Regions from separate parts of the Mus musculus genome. Here regions 1, 3 and 4 are each linked to region 2. Evidence: chromatin contacts called from public HiChIP or PLAC-seq and promoter capture Hi-C data. All regions are on one chromosome and are shown on one strand. Each heading gives the region's core, a stretch centred on a gene start, on an enhancer-like site or on the middle of the called end of the contact. The rest is flanking DNA. Distances are from core to core; before and after follow the strand shown.

The links. Promoter capture Hi-C pulls out the DNA fragments that hold promoters and counts their contacts. HiChIP or PLAC-seq counts read pairs in DNA pulled down with a chosen protein or histone mark.
Region 1: a promoter capture Hi-C map of neural stem cells shows a contact between it and region 2. The contact joins the promoter of Smpdl3b here to the promoter of Phactr4 in region 2. A contact is called at or near these places in 6 of 39 promoter capture datasets (the C10 cell line, cranial neural crest, frontonasal cranial neural crest and 3 more).
Region 3: a FOXA1 HiChIP or PLAC-seq map of pancreatic cancer cells shows a contact between it and region 2. The contact joins the promoter of Tmem200b here to the promoter of Phactr4 in region 2. A contact is called at or near these places in 2 of 115 datasets of contacts at active chromatin or transcription factors (pancreatic cancer cells and pro-B cells).
Region 4: a contact with region 2 is called in an H3K4me3 HiChIP or PLAC-seq map of embryonic stem cells, with 7 times the contacts expected there. The contact joins the promoter of Oprd1 here to the promoter of Phactr4 in region 2. A contact is called at or near these places in 2 of 115 datasets of contacts at active chromatin or transcription factors (embryonic stem cells and pancreatic cancer cells).

Annotation. Positions count from the first base shown.
Region 1 is chr4:132,755,250-132,760,299 of GRCm38.p6, reverse strand. It overlaps Smpdl3b (sphingomyelin phosphodiesterase, acid-like 3B), which reads left to right and starts at 3,129. Exons shown (of 8, transcript NM_133888.2): 1 at 3,129-3,315. The coding sequence starts at 3,255.
Region 2 is chr4:132,419,976-132,424,900 of GRCm38.p6, reverse strand. Phactr4 (phosphatase and actin regulator 4) reads left to right here and starts at 2,455. Exons shown (of 13, transcript NM_001161797.1): 1 at 2,455-2,556.
Region 3 is chr4:131,918,677-131,923,402 of GRCm38.p6, reverse strand. It overlaps Tmem200b (transmembrane protein 200B), which reads right to left and starts at 1,632. Exons shown (of 1, transcript NM_001201367.1): 1 at 263-1,632. The coding sequence starts at 1,632. The coding sequence ends at 778. It overlaps Gm12992 (predicted gene 12992), which reads left to right and starts at 3,374. Exons shown (of 5, transcript NR_102393.1): 1 at 3,374-3,635.
Region 4 is chr4:132,142,645-132,148,027 of GRCm38.p6, reverse strand. Oprd1 (opioid receptor, delta 1) reads left to right here and starts at 3,542. Exons shown (of 3, transcript NM_013622.3): 1 at 3,542-3,869. The coding sequence starts at 3,643.

The DNA.
Region 1 (5,050 bases), core at 1,880-4,379, 330 kb before region 2:
TAGCCCAGGCTGACTTCAAACTCTCTATGAGACAAGCCTTGAACTAGCCAGGGGGTGGTTGGTTCATCTAGGCAAGCCCATCTTCCTGCTGGAACCTCATTGGCATCATATATACTTTTTTTTTTTTTTTTTTGGTTTTTTGAGGCAGGGTTTCTCTGTGTAGCCCTGGCTGTCCTGGAACTCACTTTGTAGACCAGGCTGACCTCGAACTCAGAAATCCACCTGCCTCTGCCTCCCAAGTGCTGGGATTAAAGGCATGTGCCACCACCCCCCGGCTTCATATATACATTTATTTGTTTATTATGTTTTTTGAGACAGGGTTTCTCTGTGTAGCCCTGGCTGTCCTGGAACTCACTCTGTAGACCAGGCTGGCCTCGAACTCAGAAATCCGCCTCCTCTGCCTCCCGAGTGCTGGGATTAAAGGCATGCGCTACCACCCGGCAGGCAGAACTCACTCTTATGATAAAGGTCTCAGGTACTTTGCTCCAGGGGGGTTATTTTACAAGGGAGTTTTGACACAGCCACCCCGAAACTTTGTTGTGAGAACTGTCATGTGGAGAGGGTTTTTTTCCTCCCAAAGTTTTATGATGTTTAAATGTGTAAGAAATCAAACCGTAGGATCAGAACCTCTAGCAGTTGCGATGCAGTCTCATTGACCAAATCTGACTGTACCGAGGTTTGGTACCTTTAAGGTTTGGTTCTGTGCCATAGTAATACCTGCAGACACCCCACAACACATGAGCACCCTGAACATAGATTTCCGAGATTCCAGGAATGGGAACCAATACATTTCTGCTCTTTACAACTATCCAGTCCCAGGTCTTATGTTAAAGTAACAGAAAATGGGCCAAGACAACTTCTGTACCTCAGACACCGTGCCCTTTTCTTCCCGTGTTCATCCTTCGGAGATGCAAATTGGGCTGTCTGTTTTTTCTTCTCTTTTTTAAGATTTATTGGGCTGGAGAGATGGCTCAGTGGTTAAGAGCACTGACTGCTCTTTCAAAGGTCCTGAGTTCAATTCCCAGCAACCACATGGTGGCTCACAACCATCTGTAATGGGATCCAATGCCCTCTTCTGGTGTGTCTGGAGAAATAAATAAATAAATAAATAAGAAGGGGCTGGTGAGATGGCTCAGTGGGTTAGAGCACCCGACTGCTCTTCCGAAGGTCCAGCGTTCAAATCCCAGCAACCATATGGTGGCTCACAACCATCCGTAACGAGATCTGACTCCCTCTTCTGGAGTGTCTGAAGACAGCTACAATGTACTTACATATAAAAAATAAAATAAAATAAAATAAATAAATAAGAAGAAAGAAGGAGAAGGAGGAGGAGGAGGAGAAGGAGGAGGAGGGGATGCTGGAGAGATGGCTCCACGGTTGTTAAGAGCCCTGGGTACTCATCCAAAGGACCCAGGTTCAATTCACAGCATCCAAACAGCAGCTCACAACTGTTGGTAACCCCTGTTCCAGAGGATCAGCCACCCTCACACAGACATACATTCAGGCAAAACACCAATGCACATAAAATAAAAATAAATTAAAAAAAAAAGATTTATTTAGGCTGGGCGTGATGGTGCACAGGAGGCAATCCCAGCACTCAGGGTACTCAGGAGGCAAAGGCAGGCAGATCTCTGTGATTTCCAGGCCAGCCTGGTCTATGGATCGAGTTTCAGGACAGTCACCCTGCTACAGAGAAACCCTGTCTTTAAAAAAGGAAAAGAAGAAGAAAAGAAAAAAATCATGTTTTATATATATGAGTATTTTCCATATATATATATGCATATATATACATACACACACACATATATATGCATGCATATATAATATATATATATATGCATGCACTATGGCACTGTGTGTGTAGTGGCACTGAATGCCCTGGAACTGGAGTTAAAGACCGCCTTTACCCTCTATGTAGTTGATGGAAACCAAACCTGAGTCCTCTGCAAGAGCAGCCAGTGTTCTTAACTGCTGAGCCATCTCTCCAGCCTCAACTTTGCCTCTGATCCTCTTCTTGGCTTCCCAAAGCTCCCAGCTCAAACATCTAAGCACAGCCTGGCTCCTGCCTGCTTCAGAGCCTCAGAAGCCCCCATCACTCTTTGCAAAACTCTTCCCCCTCCACTCTTCCTCCTGCCTCACTAACGCTCCTCTCCCACCTCCCACACAACCTGTTTTCTCCTGTGTTCATCAAGTTCAAGCTGGTTAGGCGTGGGAGTGTGGCGGTGAGCTAGACAGTTTGCCTTGCTTGAGTGAAGATCTGGGTTTCATCCCTGTACGGACAACAACAGGAGCAAAAAAACAAAAAGAACAAATAGAAATAAATAAACCACAAAAAGACAAAGCCCAAACCATCCCTAACTGCAAGGGAAAAAAAAAATCAAAACAAAGGGAGTAAGTTTATGTCATCTCCTTCCAGAAACCTCTCATCGCCTTCCTCAGACTTGAGTCACAGCTCTCTCTGTCTTCTCAGGTTAGGTAACTTGCTAAGGAGTGATTCAGCCCTCAGGCTCTCAAGGCATGTTCAGGGGGACAACACCATCTTATCTCCCTTTTGCCCAGTTTCTAGTAGTCCTCATCTCCTGGCACGATCAGCAAATAACTCTGTTTGTTGTTTGTTTGTAATATCGTTTCAGGTAGCCCAGACTGGCCCCAAAGTCATCAAAGTAGCCTAGGATGGCCTTGAACTCCTAATCCTCCTGCCTCAAGAGTGCCAGGGCTATCCTTGAGAGAGGGCTTGCACATCTGGTTTTAAGGCTAGCTTTTAAGGCTCTTTGGTTGCCACAGGTAGCTAATTCATTCATCCATCCGTGTTGCAGCTCTGCAAGGAGAAGACAGTAAGTCGATGGTGCTTCCTGCATTTTCTGGAGGCTGACTGAACCGAAATGCCTTCAATTCGACTAGAAAACTTTAAAGCGTACCTCGAAGATCCTATCATTTTGCTCCTAAGTACTTATGAATTTCTTTCGAAAAGTCGGGGAACTCCAACACAGCACCTTGCAACACAGATGCGGTTTCCACAGAGACCTACAAGCTATTCCAGCGCTCACTGGTGCGTCCCTCCTCCAATCAAGCGCACGCCCTGCTGGGCAAGAGAGGGAAAAGCAAGAGCAGCCATCCGCCAAGGATAACTTGGAACACTGGAAGCAGCCAAACGAGTAGTTCTGCCCAGACACGTGGCTGGCCACAAGGTGGGAACCCGCGGCGCAGACGGACTTGGAGGAGCTTCGGCCGCCCGCCGTGGGGGGATCCAGAGGATGACGCTGCTCGGGTGGCTGATATTCCTGGCCCCCTGGGGAGTCGCAGGGGCTCAACTAGGTAGGGCTGCGGGGGAAACCTGCTTGATTTTTGTTTCGTTCTAGGAACTGGGGCTGGGGTCTGTGCTGCCGGGAACCGTTCACAGATCGTGGCTTTAAAAGGAAAGTAGATTAGAGGTTGAAGCGCAGAGACTTAGCCATCAAGGCTGTTTGTGTGTGTAGCTCAGTTGGGAGACAGAGTTCAACGGCAGTCTAGGATGCATGAAACATTGTTCCAAAAGCAAAACCAAACCAAAAAGTGCTCAAGAGGATTTTAAGTGCCAGGGGCAGGACACAGACTTTGCCAGGGGGACAAGGATCTAGTACATGAAAGCTAGACACTGAGAGGGAGCCGGTGGTCGGGAAGATTCGCGAACTCAATCAGGACACTCAGATAGAAGGCTCTGAGGTACAGTGGTTGTTCAAATGAGCGCGTTCCATCTCTGGGACTCCAGAAAAGAAACACAAAACATTGCCACCGAGAGGTCCAGTTCCCCAAACCCATACGGTGGAAGGAGAAAATCTTATTTCTGCAATTTGTCTTCTGTGGTGTCTGTCCACCCAATAGATAAATGTAAAAGAAAACAAAACCAAACCTCAAACAAACATAAACACAAAAGCATTAGTTAGAAGCCCATCTCTGTACCCTGGATGAGTGTAGGAACCAGGAAGACAGAAAGAAACCAGGAAAAAAAAAAATCAGGACTTAAAGGAAGAAACATTCCCTCAGCTGGGATGACACGATAATCACAGTAATCCAGGTTTTGTTTTTGATTTTTAAAGGCATAGTATTCCAAGGTGACCTTGAAGGGGTTTTTTTTTTTCCCTTGAGATAATGGTCTAACTGTGTAGCCCTGGCTAGCCTAGAACTTACAATGTAGATCAATCTGGCTTTGTACTCAAAGATCCACTAGCTTCTGTCTCTCAAGTGTTGGGATTGAAGATTTGCGCTATCACACCAGTCAAAAGTTACACTTGCTTTTTGAATTACAACTCAGAAATAGGAGGTAGATGTAGTCCAGAAGATCTGTAAGCCACTGCCTAAGAAAGTTTATTGTTTTTACCTGTGTGAGTGTTTTGCCTGCATGTATGCACATGTGTGCCTGCTGCCCCATGGAGGCCAGAAGAGGCCATCAGATTCTCTGGGTCTGGAGTTAAAGACAGTTGTTGGTGCTGGGGAATTGAACCTGGGTCCTCTGTGAAAGCAGCCAGTGCACTTAACCACTGAGCTATCTCTCCAACCCCTGTGCACATGATATATTTTACATAATATCATCGCAACAGCTTAGCTTGTGAAGTATCTTTAATGTCCGTTTTACCCAGAAAAACTGACCTTGAGAGAGTAACTAGCCCAGGGTTACACAGCTGCTGAGTCTGGCCTGAAGCAGGCTGTCCAGCTGTGCTCCGTGTATAATCCGGCACTTTGCCGGAGTAGCCCACTAAGGAAGGCCAGAGGCAATTAACAATTGTTGAGCACTTTCAGTGACCCTAGACTTGGCATTAGGTTCTTGGAAAACTGTCTCTTTAAAACTTATTTGAAAATGAAAAAAATAAAAGTCTTGATCATATATATATACACACACACACACACACACACACACACACACATATATATCATGCCTACACACACACTGTGCGGAGATCAGAGGAGAACTTGCTTGGAGGAGATAGTTCTCTCCTTCCACCTCGTGCGTGACTCATGGGTCCTAGGGATGAAACTCAGGTCATCAGACTTGGTGGCAGTTCCTTCACTGCTG
Region 2 (4,925 bases), core at 1,206-3,705:
GGTGCTAGGACCCAGGTCTGCCAGAGCAGCAAGAACTCTTAAGCCCCAGATCATTTATTTCTTCAGCCCTGGCTGTAGCCATATTGGTCTCTCCTAGTAGGTTATCTTCTTATTTGGTTTTAATTTGTATATATCTAGCACCCTTCATGTATTATTTGTAAACTGTTTATCTTTCTTGCTACAAAGTGTATTCAAGCCTTCTGTAAAAAAAAAATAGAGTGTCACTGGGCAGAGTTGGCACATGGCTTTCATCCCAGCACTTAGGACAGGGGCAGATGAATCTTTATGTTCCAGGCCAGCCTGGTCTACAGAGTGAGTTCAAGGATAGCCAGAGCTACACACAGAGAAATCCTGAATAATTGAAAATTCACACACACACACACACACACACACACACACACCATTTATTTATTTATTTATTTATTTATTTATTTATTTATTTATACTATGACTTAAACCTTGAACATCTTGTGTGCAAGGCAAGCATCCTACCACTGAGTTACTTCCCTAGTCTCTGGGTTATCTTTTTTTTTTTTTTTTTTTTAAAGATTTATTTATTTCATGTATGTGGGTACACTGTTGCTGTCTTCAGACACACCAGAAGAGGGCATTGGATCCCCATTACAGATGGTTGTGAGTCACCATGTGCTTGCTGAGAATTGAACTCAGGACCTCTGGAAGAGCAGTCGGTGCTCTTAACTGCTGAGCCATCTCTCCAGGTTATCTTTTAACTGAGATAGTTTTGTTGTATATTCCATACTGGTCTTTTGTTGATTATATGCTTTGCAACTATGTTAATCCTGCTCTAGAACTTGTCTTTTCATCTTATTTTATCTATTTTAGAAGGGCAAGCAGAGTTCACTGAGAATTAATGAAAGAGCTCCTTGAAGCTGAAAAGGAACCTGCAAATGACTTGAATTTACCTTTTTGTTCTTTTTTTTTTTAAGATTTATTTATTTATTGTATATGCGTACATTGTAGCTAAACAGATGGTTGTGAGCCATCATGTAGTTGCTGAGATTTGAACTCAGGACCTTTGGAAGAGCAGTCTGCACTCTTAACCGCTGAGCCATCTCACCAGCCTACATTGTTACTTTTTAAATATTTATTTTTTATTAATTCCAGTTGTGTGTAGGTGAGTATTTGCATGCAGTATGTGCACATGAGTGCAAGTGCTCACATAGCCAGAGGTTCACAACCCTTGGAGCTGTAGTTAGAGTTGTGAGCTACCTGATATATAGTGCTGGGAACAGAACTCAGCCCCTTTAAAGAACAGCAAGTTCTTAACCACTGAGCCATCTCTCCAGCCATTATTATTATTGTTGTTGTTGTCATCGTCGTTGTCACTGTTGTTATTATTATATTACCAGACAGCAGCTGGCTGGCCTGCATTGGTTTTTGTTGGGTTTGTTTGTTTTGAGACAGGGTCTCACTATGTAATTCTGGTTGGCTTGGCCTGGAACTTTGTAGATCAAACTGATTTTGAACTCAGCAATAATCCAACCCTTGTCTCCAGAGCATTTAGGAATACTGGTGTGTGACACCACAACTGGGTTGTAATTTATTGCTTTTTTTTTTTTTTTTTTTTTTTGGTTTTTTGAGACAGGGTTTCTCTATATAGCCCTGGCTGTCCTGGAACTCACTTTGTAGACCAGGCTGGCCTCGAACTCAGAAATCCACCTGTCTCTGCCTCCCAAATGCTGGGATTAAAGGCATGCACCACCACTGCCCGGCGTATTGATATTTTTAATGTTATAGATTGCGTATTTGAAAGGTATAAGTTTTTCTATGTTTCCCTCTGTATGTATCGTATGTATACTTTTCCGTCTAAGATGGGTGTAACCCATGGGTTTGGCATTTAAAAAGATCCTCCAGCAGTGGCAAGAAGGGGGTCTGGAGGGTGATATAGCCCTGGAGGTTGGAATGAGTGCCACTTAGAAACAGATGGTGGCTTCTACTAGGTAATCGTTAGTGGGAAAAAAATTTAGTTGGGAGGGGGGGGGTGTAGAATGTCTGCGCTTAATAGGCTGGGTTCTGTACTTTCACAAAACACCGCGGGTAACTTGTTTGTAAGTTTTTTGCACTTAAAACTGGTTATCAATAGTTTGAAACAAACTGGACTTCTTTTGTAGAGCACAACACACACATCCTTTCTTGGGCATCGCCGGGAGAGTCTGTTCCCGAACGTGTCCTCCCAAGTCCCGAGACCTTCCCCTTGCTCAGAACTGGGCAAGGTGCCCAAATCCGTTTATATGCAGTGCACCGGACTCTGGCGGCGCATGCCCAGATCGGCAGAGTAGGGGTCAGGCGCCTCGCAGCGGAGGGCCGGCAGTTCCCGCCATTTTGTCCCGCTCGCCACACCGCTGGCCACTGCAGTGGACTACAAGTCCCGTGAGGCTCCGCGGCGGCACTTCCTACCCTCCTCACTGTCCGGCCCGCTCCCTCCGCCCCCCCTCCCCTGGGGCCGAAGGCTCTGGCTGGAGCCAGGCGGCCAGAGACCAGGTAGGATTTCCGGGAGAAAGTGCTGGGGAACCCGAGGAGGCAGCGGCGACTTGGGTAAGTTCCCCAAACTTGGGAAAGTGAGCACCTCCCGCGCGCGCGCAGCAGCGGCAGGCTCGGCTCGACTAGGGGTCGCGGGCCGAGCCTGGGTGGGGGGTTAACGGCGCCCGCGGCGGTCAGTGCAGCCAGGGCGTGGCGGGCGGTAGCCTCCTCCCTCCTCGGCCCTCCCACAACGGTCCCGCGGCGGTGTCCCCGCCTGTGGCCGGCCGGCGCACACTCGCGCTCTCCGCCCCCCAGCCTCCGCGGGGCCCTTTTGTCTGCGCCGCTTTTCCCCCTTTTGTGGCAGTGCACGGAGTCGCGGTCTCCAGGGGAGCCCGCACGTCCTGCTGGGGACTGCGCCCTGGGGATCTGGTTACTGTAACTGGATCGGGTCAAAGTCCATCTTTCAAAAGTGACCTCCCTCAGACCTCTGCATCCTGGCTGAGCAGAGAAGAGACTTAGGAGTCTGGCATAGTTTCAGTGGAAACCTGGAAGTTATTGTCCAACTTCTTTCTTAAATGTCAGCCTCCGGTAGCTAGGGATCAAAACTCAAGGCGCTAAGGCGCTTTTCTCCTCCAGTGGATGGAGTCTAAGAAAAAGAAGTGAGACTTGGAGCCTCAATCCCGGAAACCGAGAAAGAGTGGAAATTTGCTGCGATACGTGTGGCAGCTGGGATGGAGGGGTTGGGTGATTGTGGAGTGTGTGTGTGTGTGGGGGGGGGGGGGGGGTGCGGCGGCGGCCGCAAAGAACTCAAGCGAATCATTGCCTCGGAAACCTGAAAATTGGAGCAGAGTGATTACCAGGACATCATTCATTGCCTGCAGTCTTCGGCACTTCATTTTCCCACGCTGCTCCTCGACTCTCCAGAATACATCCCTTTCTCTTTTTTTAAACAACAACTCCACAAAGAAAAACTCAGCTCACTGAAAGCACCTGCTTTGTAGAAAAACCTAGATACCCAGTAGATTCTAGAAAGCATTAAAAAAAAAAAGGTTGAAAAAAAAAAGGCGATAAAATATGTATTTACTGGACACCGATGAATTGTGTGGATTTGATCCAGTTTGGTTAGATAGTGGTAACTGTATGTTCCGTCGAAGAACGAATCTTGAGACTTAGCATAGGGGTAAAGCTTTTATAAAGGCCAAGGTAGAGATCCTTTGAAAAATCGATTAGTATTTCAAATTCCTTGAGTGAAGACAGTTGGGACTCCTTTGAGTCAGGAAAGGTGTTTTGAGACGAAATTTCCACCCTAGACATGTAGGCAAAGCCTTCATTATTCTGACATTTCATAATGGAAATGACTTTGAGACTCTTAGGTTGTGTTAATGTATCAAGGTGGTAGATCTTTAATACAGGCTGTCAGTTGTCTATCCTAGTTGGAGTGGCACATCCCTGTAACCCCAATACTCTTGCGGCTATGGCAGGAGGGGGAGCATGAATTCAAGACCAGCTAGGTCTATGTAGACCTATTGTAGACATGATCTATTGAGACCTTGTCTCAAAAAAAGAAAGTTTCTTGAATGTGTCTGGGAGGGTGGGAAGTGGGGACAGTACAGCGGTGGCTTTAGAGAACTCTGTGGAGTTGGTTCTCCTACTTTCATGTGGGTTCCTGGAACAGAGCTCAGATGGCCAGGCACGCACGGCAAGAGCCTTTACCATCTGAGTCATTTTGCTAGCCCACAATTTTTTTTTTTTCTGTTTTTTTGTTGTGCTGGGAATAGAATCCAGGGTTTTGACCATGTGCAGCACGTGCCTCTAGCCCCAGCTATTCTTCAGTCACTGGGAATAGGCATTTATTTATTTCCTTGAGATTGGGTCACTCTGGGCTTGGGCTTTCCACCTGCCTTTGCCTTTCCAAGTGGTAAGATTATTTTGGTGGCACCACCGCACCTACCTCTTAAGCTGTGAATTTCTAGCAGGATCACTACATTCTGGCTTATTTACTCAAACAGGATAGTGGTGTCCATGTTATTTTTGAAAGTTGTATATGTTGTATAAATCTTATTAATACACATTGTGTAACTATTACAATCCTCACCACAATTACGTGAGGTATTGGTTCTCACTTTACAGCTGATGCGGCCTTGCCTCTAAAATGTTAAGTAACTGGCCCAAAGCCATTCCATTAGCCTAGGTAGGAAAGCTGAACCAAAGAGCAAACCTAGGGCTTTCTGTTTCCTCAGATTTAGTGCAGCTACCAATCATATGTCCACAAACTGCTTTAATTTGCTGAGATCTGAATATAAGAGAAAAATTATGGAAATATTTTCCATTCCAAACAAACTGATTCATAAGGAACTGAAATTCATAGAACCATGAAGTCTTTTCTATAATATTGCTGCCTTCACTCTGGCTTGCTTATCCTGTGTCTAGGCAGAATAGCACTT
Region 3 (4,726 bases), core at 383-2,882, 500 kb after region 2:
GAGGATTGATCCACTTTTAAAGTTCTCTTCTAACAAAAGCATGGGAAAATTAATTTAATACCTGGGAAGGGAAGCTGCCGCCGCCGCCGAGTGCAGTGAGCTACCCACACTGGGCTAGGGTGCAGTGGGAAGGAAGTGCTGAGAACTGGAGGGTGCCTCTGCCAGCTGGGGGAGGCTTTGCACACAGGTCAGACCGACCTGTCTCCAGGGGAGCAGTCCGATCCCAGGGTCAGGGCTTTGGCAGTAGTTAGCCCTGCCGGGACAGAGCCACTTGACTGAAGGAAGAACAGACCTGAGGTGGTGGCAGTTAGAGTTGCGGTCACTGCCCCAGACAGCTGCAGAGGGTCTCATTCCACCTCATCGCCCACCTTCCCCCGGTGGTCCCATTTCCACCAGGACTACCAACTTAGACGGAGCCTGTCCCAGCCTGGGACATCCCAACCTACCACTGTTGTTTGCCAAGGAACCCTGTGCATCTCACGGTGCTCTTGGCCTACCCTGCAGCCCTTCAGGTGCCGGTCCTGGGCTAAGGCCACATGGGCTGAAGAAATTCCTGAGGCTGAATCATGCTGGTGTCCACATTAACACATGCCCCTGGAGCTCGTTCGGTGCAGCTGGCACTGCTACACATGCAGGTCAGCAGCCTTGGCGGCTGCTGCCACCACAATATCCATCCTAGCCTCGGAGGTGACTGGAGCAGCTATTGGGCACTGGACTTCTGGTGTCCCAGTCCCATGGTCCACACTGGTAGCCTCACAGCAGGTTATACCTTGAACCTCAGACCCGGGCCCCCAAATCTCCGCCTAATTTGGCATAGCCCCCCAAACTGAGTCGGTCCAGCCGTGGCCAGCTTCGGTGGGCACAGTCCCGAGTTGCTGGCGCCCCCAGAAGAAGCTCCCCTAGGCCCAGGTCCAGAGACTTGGAGTGCTCGATGCAGGAACCAGAGGGCTGCACCGTGATGATCACGTGTCCAGTCTGAGTCCGAGGACCCCAGGGTGGTGGCAGCCCCGGGCCCTTCAACGGGTAGCTGTGGAGCAGGGCAGGCAGCCCCGATCGAGGGTTGGCAGGTTCAGAGCGCAGGCTGCGCACCGACGGGACGGGCGAGGGGCCCCTCCTCGGGGCCAGGTCCCAAGTTTCGGGTTCCGCGACGGCGCCCGGGGACCCATGCGCGGGACTGGGCAGCAGCGCGTCCCAGCCTGGGCCGTCGGGCGGCCGCAGCGCCTGAGCCCTCAGCATGCCCCGGCGGAGACGCCGGGTCTCCAGGTCGCGGTTCTCGTAGAGCAATGTGTTGGCACAGATGAACACGAACAGGCCGACGCCCATGATTACCGGTCCCAGCAGCCGCAGGCGCTCGTGCGGCCCGTGCGCGCGGCCGGTCCTCGGGGCGTGGGTGTGGGAGGCGCGGCCGGGCCAGTAGCCGGCCACGGCGATGCCCATGCCCACCAGCACCACGAGCGCGCCCAGCGCCGCGAACGCCCCCGACGGCGAACGCAGCCGCAGCCGAGCCCGCACCCGCAGCGGCTCTGGCGGGGAGCGCGGCCGCCTCCGCCGGCCCAAGCGGCGGCCCAGGCGCGAAACGCGGCCCTCGGGGCTCCTGCGCGCGCCGCCGTCTCCGGGGCTCCCGGCCGTCATCGCGCGGTCGTCCGGGCGCTCTGCGGGGAAGAGCAGAGAGGCAGACACTGACCCGACGGGCCGGGCTCCGGGGGAGGGATGCGCGGGGCCGCCTCGGCCGGCCGCTTGGAGATCCCTGGCGGCCACCCCCGGATTTTCCCGGGGCCGCAAGGCAGGGAGCCGCCCCCGCTCGGGTTTTCCGCAGCGGAGCTGGGAGCCAGCGTTGGCCGGGCCCGCGGGCGGTGCGCAGGGAGGGGGCTGCGGGGCTCGGGTGCAGCCGGGGCTGCGGGGCTCCTGCAGCCTGCGCGCGCTCTGCTCGCCCGCCCGCCCGCCCACCCGCGCGGGCCCCCCTTGCGATCGCGGCCGGGGTAAGTACCTCCCGAGCTCGACCCCACCCCCCGCACGTGGCCGCCCCGAAGTAACCAGGGGAGGGGGTACTCGGATCGCCCGGGGCTGCGGGGCTCGCGCGCGCGCGCCCCACCTCCCCCTTACTGCGCTTTACATACCGCAGCGAGGGCCGGCGGAGGTGTCTCTGACTCCGGCTTCTCCTTGCTCGCCCCCTCCTTGCAGACTTCCTCAGCCGGCACTGGAGCTGCAGCAGGAGAGACTTGAGCTAGACTCTGGGAAAAACCGCTCTGGCCGAGACCAGCCAGTCAGAGCAGAGGAGGCAACGGCGGACTTTGTCCAGGATTCTTCTCCACTCCTCCAGAAGAGGCCTCCCCCTCCCCCCACGGCCGGGCTAGAGCCGGGGCTGGAGGCAGGGGACTGCCAGTGCTGGACGCAGGTCCTCGCCGGACGGACTCTCCTCCTGGATCGCTCGCCGGCCCAGGCAAGGCTGTTCCCAGATTGCGGTGTTTCCGATTCGGGCTCCCGGGGATGAATCATCCCCCTTTCCCGCCGCCTGGCCTCTTTTCCAGCCTCCTCCGCCCGAGGCCTCCGTGGGCCGCGTCCGGGCCAGAACAGCACCGCCCCGGGGTCGGGGCCGCACGCTGGAGCCGCTCCAGGAGGCCTTGTGCCCTGGTCCCGGCGCCGGGAGGCCGCGGGCAGCGGGGTCCGGGCGTCCGGTCTCGGTCCCCGGTGTCCCGGAGAGAAGCGGCAGCGGCGCCCGTCCCGGGCCTAGCACGGAGCGACCCCGGCCCGAGGCCCTGCAGACCCGGCCCGGACCCCTGCACCCCCGCTGCGCCCCGGGCCGGCTGCAGGAAGGGCGCGGGATGGCTGAGCCCCGCCCCGGACCCCGCGACCCGCCTCCGCCCGCGCCCTCGACGGAGAGGCGCCCGGCCGGCCCCGCCGACGGCCCCGCTCGCTCCGCCGGGCGCGCGGCCAGTTTCCATGATGCGGACTCGGCCCGGGAGCCCCCGCCTGGGATTGATTAGCCCGCGGCCCGTACTAATGAGAGCCGGCTGCGCGCGCGGCCCTCGCCCCTCTGGCCCCGGAGACCGGCATCCCCCGGCCGCAGAGCCTCCCAAGTGGATCTGGAGAAGGCACCCCTGCCCCACAGACGCTGAGCCCTCCCGTTCCCTCTGCTCTCCAGGGCTGACGCCTGAGGCATCTGCCTGTGTTGACTTCCTACTCACTCGCCCGCCGCCCGGGCGGGTGTGTGGATCCCCTGTCTTCCGGGTGTCCCTCCCACAACTGAGACCACAAGCCCAGGGCACAAGCTTCACTCTCAGCTGCCTGGGACTCCTGATCGGTCCCAGAACCCAAACCTCCACTGGCGAGGTCCACACTCACCTCCAGAGCACACTTAGGCCCCAGCTCTCCTCTTCATCTAGAACCAGCCGGTTCTTTCCTGTAGCCACTGTCCTCTTCGGGCAACTCCATCTCTTAAAGTCCCTGCAGTCTGCCCGCCGCCTGTCCCTGCCAACTGGTCTGCAAACGTCACAGAGCACCGTCCCAAATGTGCATCTGCCCCTTGCTGAAAACCCTCTTTGGCTCCCTGGTGCTGTCCGAATGGTTTCAGAGCCGGTGTGGTTTGAGCATGCTCCAGACCTTCTCACCTGGCCCGTGTGGCTGAAGCTGCCTAGGTCCCCAGTCCCTCTGAACTCTGGCCCCCAAGGCTTATCCAGTTTCTGGCTTTTCTCTCAGGAACACGGATTCCCCTTTGCACCTCGTGCTCCTCCAGAGCCCTGGGCCAGGTCTTCCCTCCCGTGCCCCCTCTGCACACAGCTGAGCTGACAATGCTCTTGGGGATTGACCTGTTTGGGGGGGGGGGGGGTTGCTGGCCGGCATTGAGGTCTGAGGCCCAAGGCTGGTTCTGACTTGCTCCTTTCTAGAGCCTTGTGCTCAAGGGAATGTGTGCCCTAGCTGGCCCTCCATGCTAGAGAGACATATATACGTGAGGCCTATGACTTCCTTCACCCCCCTCCTCTCCTCCACCCTGGGCCCGGGAGGAGGAAGGAAGGAGATGGGTGGGAGAGGAGAGCACACCTAAGCTCACCAGGGCTCAGTTTCCCTATCTTTATAAGAACAAATAGCACCACAGTGTGTTCTCAGAGCTGAAATGCTCGCACACATGTTGAACACCTGGAGCAAAGTGCTCGACATCAGCCTGCCTGTCCTCTGACTACTGCCTCAGGCATTGGGCTGAGCTGTGAGGGGGGTGGTGACTACAGGTCCCTTTCCCAGGTAGAACCCTGGCTCTGGTTCTCTCTGAGAGCTCAGAGAAAGTGTAACAAGCAGGAAGATAGGAAACCAGGACGGGGAGGCAGGCCTCCCTTCCCACAGGCCTCCCCTGCAGAGGGACCTCCCAGGCTGGGGGCTGGGGGTGGGGGTTCATCCTGTCTCTGCAGATGTGTGGCTGGCCAGAGGCCTCTGGGTGGTGACAGTGATAATCCCCAGGCAGTCTGGACCTGATTTGATTCTGCCCTGGCCTCTGTGTGACCTAGACACCCGCTTTCCCTTCTGAACTGGGAGGAGCCTGAATGGATGGGGGTAGAAGCCAGAAATGTGACACCGTCACCCCAGGCCATCCTGGAGAAGAGTGCACGCCCGCGCGCGCGCACACACACAGGAAAAAAAACGAGAAGACAAGCGGGCACAGCCCTACCATGTGCAGGGTCTGGAATCCTCATCTTCTCTTTAAACCAGGAGGGCGTGTGCAGCCCGAGCCATCTCT
Region 4 (5,383 bases), core at 2,293-4,792, 280 kb after region 2:
CTTCTTCTTCTTCTTCTTCTTCTTCTTCTTCTTCTTCTTCTTCTTCTTCTTCTCCTTCTTAAGATTTATATTTATTTTTTGTATGTAAGTACACTGCTGCTGTCTTCAGACACACCAGAAAAGGGCATTAGATCCCATTACAGATAGCTGTGAGCCACCATGTGGTTGCTGGGAATTGAACTCAGGATCTCGGGAAGAGCAGTCTGTGCTCTTAACCACTGAGCCATCTCTCTATCCCCCTGACTTGGGCTACTAAAACCTCAGAGCCCACCCCTAGTGATACACTTCTTCCAACAAGGCCATGCCTCCTAATCCTTCCAAGTAGTGCCACTCCCTCATGACTGAGCATTCAAACATTTGAGCCTATGAGGGCCATTCTTATCCAACCACCACATGTAGTATAGCTGTTTCTTCCTTCAAATATCCTGTTGACAGCCAGGCATGGTGGCTCCTGTCTGTAATTCCAGCACTCCAGAGCGAAGTATAGTCAAGGGATCAGCACAGGTTTGAGGCTAACCTAGTCTACATAGTGAGTCCCAGGGTTGTACAGTATGATCTTATTTAAAAAGGAAAAAGGAGGGAGGAGCTGGAGAGATGGCTCAGCGGTTAAGAGCACTGACTGCTCTTCCAGAGGTCCTGAGTTCAATTCCCAGCAACCACATGGTGGCTCACAACCATCTGTAATGGAATCTGATGCCCTCTCCTGGTGTGTCTGAAAACAGCTACAGTGTACCAACATACATGAAATAAATAAATATTTTTTAAAAAAGGAAAGAAAAACAAAAAACACCCCCCCCCAAAAAAACCCGACCCTTGGAGGTGTTGAGTGGGAAGGCTCATGAACTCACAAGAAATCAAACATTAGGACGCTCAGCAAACTCACTACAGGCTCTGAGCTTCTTGGTTCAGGTCACAGGAATAGCAGAAAGTTGCTGGGGAGAGGAGACTTTTCAGTGTTGGAGATCCCTGCAAGTTCTGCCTGGGATTTCCCCCTAAACTGTCATCCATGAGTTGGTGGGGCTTTTTGGTGATGAAACCACCTTAGACTTTCACACCCCAGTAGGTAACCCTGCCCCTGTAAGTAAAGCAATAACCAAATCAGACTAGGATAGATTTTATTCTTCGATCCTTGCCCTCTCTATCTGACCAGACAAAGACTTCCCAGGCATGCAACAGCTTGATAGAGAGAACGTTCTGGAACAGCTGGGGACCTTAAAGAAAAGGATGGCTCAGGATCTTGGCTGGAGAATGAGTATAGGAAGAGAGAGCCAGCCATACAACCTCCCTTCATCTGCTATTCTAACAGCACAACTGGTCCATAAGGTGGCCTTGGTTTTTAATTACGTTTATTATTATTATTATTATTATTATTATTATTATTATTATTATTATTATTATTATAAGACAAGGTCTCACTATGCAGGCCTGGCTGGATTGGAACTGGTTATGTAGACTGGGCTGGCTTTGAACTCACAGAGCTCCACTTGTCTCTGTCTCCCGAGTGCTAGGGTTAAAGGTTTATGCCGCCATGCCCCGCTGTTGTTAAATTTTTATTTTATGTGTGTTTACCTGCTTGAATGTCTTTGTACTGTGTGTATGCAGTGTTCATGGAGGCCAGAAGAGGGCATCAGAGCCCCTAGAACCAGAGCACAGACGGTTGTGAATCACCCACCATATGAGTGCTGGGAGCTGAACTCCCGGCCTTTGCAAGAGCACCAAGTACTCTTAGCCACTGAGCCATCTCTCCAGCCCTACTTAAGTTGCTTGTCTTAGTTAGGGATTCTATTGCTGTGATTAGAAAAACAGGATCAAAAGCAACTAGGGAGGAAAGAGTTTCTTTGGCTTACACTTCCACATCACAGCCTGTCCTCTAAGGAACTCCAGGAAGAACTGCAGCAGAAGCCATGGAGGAACACTGCTCACAGGTCTGCTCAACTTGCTTTTTTTACACAACCCAGGATCATCTGCCTAGGGGTGGAACCGCCCATCAATCATCCATCAAGAAAATGGCGCACAGACTTGCCTATCGGTACATTTTTTTTTTTAAAGATTTACTTATTTATTATATGTAAGTACACTGTAGCTGTCTTCAGACACTCCAGAAGAGGGCGTCGGATCTTGTTACAGATGGTTGTGAGCCACCATGTGGTTGCTGGGATTTGAACTCTGGACCTTCAGAAGAGCAGTCGGGTGCTCTTACCCACTGAGCCATCTCACCAGCCCCTATCGGTACATCTTAAGGGGCATTTTCTCAGTTAAGATTCCCTCTTCCCAGGTATGCTTAGTCGAGGAGGAGGGAAACAAACCAATCCAACACAAACACCACGGAGCTCCCTGCTGTGACCCTGGCTGTCTTCAGTCTTTTTGACTTGTAGGACCTTTATATATGTTTTTCTTTTTTCTAGAAGGCTCTTCCTATTTCTTCCCTAAATTAGTCTCCCCCACCTCTAAATCCACACAACACCTTAAGTGTCATTTCTTTTAGGAATATTCTCCTGACCCTACCCTGCCCCGACATTCCTTGAATAGGACTTCATTGTGTTTTTTTAGAATCGATGCATCTCTTCCGGTCTGAGCTGTAAGCTCTTGGGAGCCGGGCCTTTGATTATGCACACCGATGTACCTGGCTCTTCTGTTAGGCGCCCTCAGAGTGAATGTGGAGCTAGTGAACTGGGCGCAGGAAAGTGTGGCTGATAACGGATGTTTGTGGTTTTATTTATCGCTCAAGCAGCCTGCTAGCTCAGAGCAATGAGCCAGACAGGAAAGTTGTGTCTCTAATAACATACACACATCTGTCCAGATAGGTGTGACCTTTTTCAGCTTGATGTAGTGAGATGGTTAGTGACCTTGATTGCGGCTTATGTCTGCCATGTCCGGTGCCAAGCTGTACAGACCCAGGTGGGCTTATTTCCAGTGTCTCCCCTTGAGGTTGTAGCTGATCATATTACTAGTTTTCATCCGGAGCCTTTGGGGGAACTGGACGGTTTTGTTTTTGTTTCTTGGTCAGGAATCACTTGGCAGTTCTAGAAGACACGGCAAGGAGCAGAGCGCACACAGTACACGGGGGTGGTGGTGGTGGTGGTGGTGGTGGTGGTGGTGGTGGTGGAAATCTGAGTTCTTTACTCCGTTGTCTTCATCTCCCCAAAACCCTCTGAAGGCGGCAGGAGATTTTCTTCATCGTGCAGTCACAGAGAATGAACTTGAGAGTGCTTAAGCGGCTCGCTCAAGGTTACTCCCATCGTCCGTGAAGAGGCGGGAGGCGGGATTCGCATCCAGGTTCTTCTGACTCCGAAGTGGCACGGGGGTGGGGCGGGAGGCTGGGCCGGGCTGGGGGCACCTGGAGTCAGCGGAGCCCAGGCAGGGAGCGCGCGCGAGGCCTCTCTGGCCCAGCTCGGAGCCCGGTGGTGCAGCGCCCGCCCCCGATCGCGGGCGCAGACTGGCGGCCGCCTCCGGACCACGTGGTGCGCGCGGCGGCTCGGGGCTCCCCGGGCTTGGGCGAGCACTGCGGGCGGTCGACCGGGCGGAGGAGGCGGGAGCGAGCGCTGCAGCCTGCGGCGTCGGGGCCGTGGCCTCCGTTTTCCGCGCGCCACTCGCTGGGTCCCTGCGCCCAGGGCGCACGGTGGAGACGGACACGGCGGCGCCATGGAGCTGGTGCCCTCTGCCCGTGCGGAGCTGCAGTCCTCGCCCCTCGTCAACCTCTCGGACGCCTTTCCCAGCGCCTTCCCCAGCGCGGGCGCCAATGCGTCGGGGTCGCCGGGAGCCCGTAGTGCCTCGTCCCTCGCCCTAGCCATCGCCATCACCGCGCTCTACTCGGCTGTGTGCGCAGTGGGGCTTCTGGGCAACGTGCTCGTCATGTTTGGCATCGTCCGGTGAGTCAGCCGAGGGCGTCGCGGGGTTTGGTCCCAGGGTCAGAGTGGACTCTACTCTTTGTAGACCAGGATACCCAACCCTGACTCCCCGGGTTCCTGAATGTCCTGCACAGAGGCCAGGTCCTCTGAGATTATGAGGACAAGGCGTGTGTGTGTGTGTGTGTGTGTGTGTGTGTGTGTGCTTGCACTAGCCTAACTACATAACACTTAATCATCCTTGACATCTCTTTGCTTCTGCATCATGGAGGTGGGACAGTTTGGCAACACTTTGTGTGTCTGCCGCGCACGCAGTTTGTGATTGGGCAGTTTGACGGTAGCGTGTGTGTTCGATCCTCTGAAACCTTGCAAGGGTGAGCTGAGGTGCTCTACAAAATACCTTAGGTCTTTGGAGCATACAACAGGGACAGACTGTCTGCTCCGGGCTGTGGGGACACGCCCCAAGTCACATTTAGTAGTCGGTCTTCTGTGGTTGCTGTGTGTGTGCTTGTCCCAAGCCATCAGTTTGTAATTCTGTATGAGACTGAGAGTGTATTTGCATTGTTTCTTGTCAAACCTCTAGGTCATAGGTGATGGAGGCACCCGGGATGACTTTGAACACCAGTCTTTGTGCTGCGTGTTCTCTGATGGAGAGCCCCGTAGTTCCTGTGAACTGGCCATGGGGTTCTCTCTTCCCTTCCCCAGTGGCCATGTGGTCAGGAACTCGGGATATGATTCAGGGCAGATTTATCCTCCTTGAGGCCTGGGCTACAGAATGAACTTAAGGCCAGCTAGAGAAGAGAGAGAGGGAGGGAGGGAGGGAGGGAGGGAGGGAGAGAGAGAGAGAGAGAGAGAGAGAGAGAGAGAGAGAGAGAGAGAGATTATTAGTAAGGGCTTTAGGGGCCACAGACTGTACGCTTAATTGATAGCTTCTGCAGCATGTGTGAATCCTTACATTAGTTTGTAGTGTTCAGTCCCCAGCACACTACACACTGGACATGGTGGTCCCACGGCTGTAATCCCAGTCCTGGGGGGTGTTGAAGCAGAAGGCTCAGAAGTTCAAAGTCATGCTTTGGTTACATAGAGAATTTGAGGCCAGACTAGGATAATGGGCTTGGGGTATAGCTAAATGGCAGGGTACTTGCCTCCAGACAGGCAAGGCTGAGAACTGCCTAAATTAACAAAGCAAAATGTCTCCAACCCATCTGTACCTGTGGGCGCACTGATGTAAGTGAAGCACCCCCTGCAGACCCCAGACCGAGGTAAGGGCTCATAGCAGGCTCCACAATATGCAATAAGCAAACGAGAGGTTTTGCTTTCCTCTCTGTTTGCTGCCAAGGCGCCAGGGGCTGCTGAGATGAGTTTTGAGATTTGGGAGCACTAAGACCCTGTCTTGTTTAGACAGCATGTGTCTCTTGCCTCTGTCCCCTCTCTTGCTCAGATTAGGGGTTCAGATCCTGGACTCTCATCCAGAAGACATTCCATAAAGATGATGGAGTGCAGAGGTAAAGGTCATGGCTGTGGGCCAGGTGGTACCC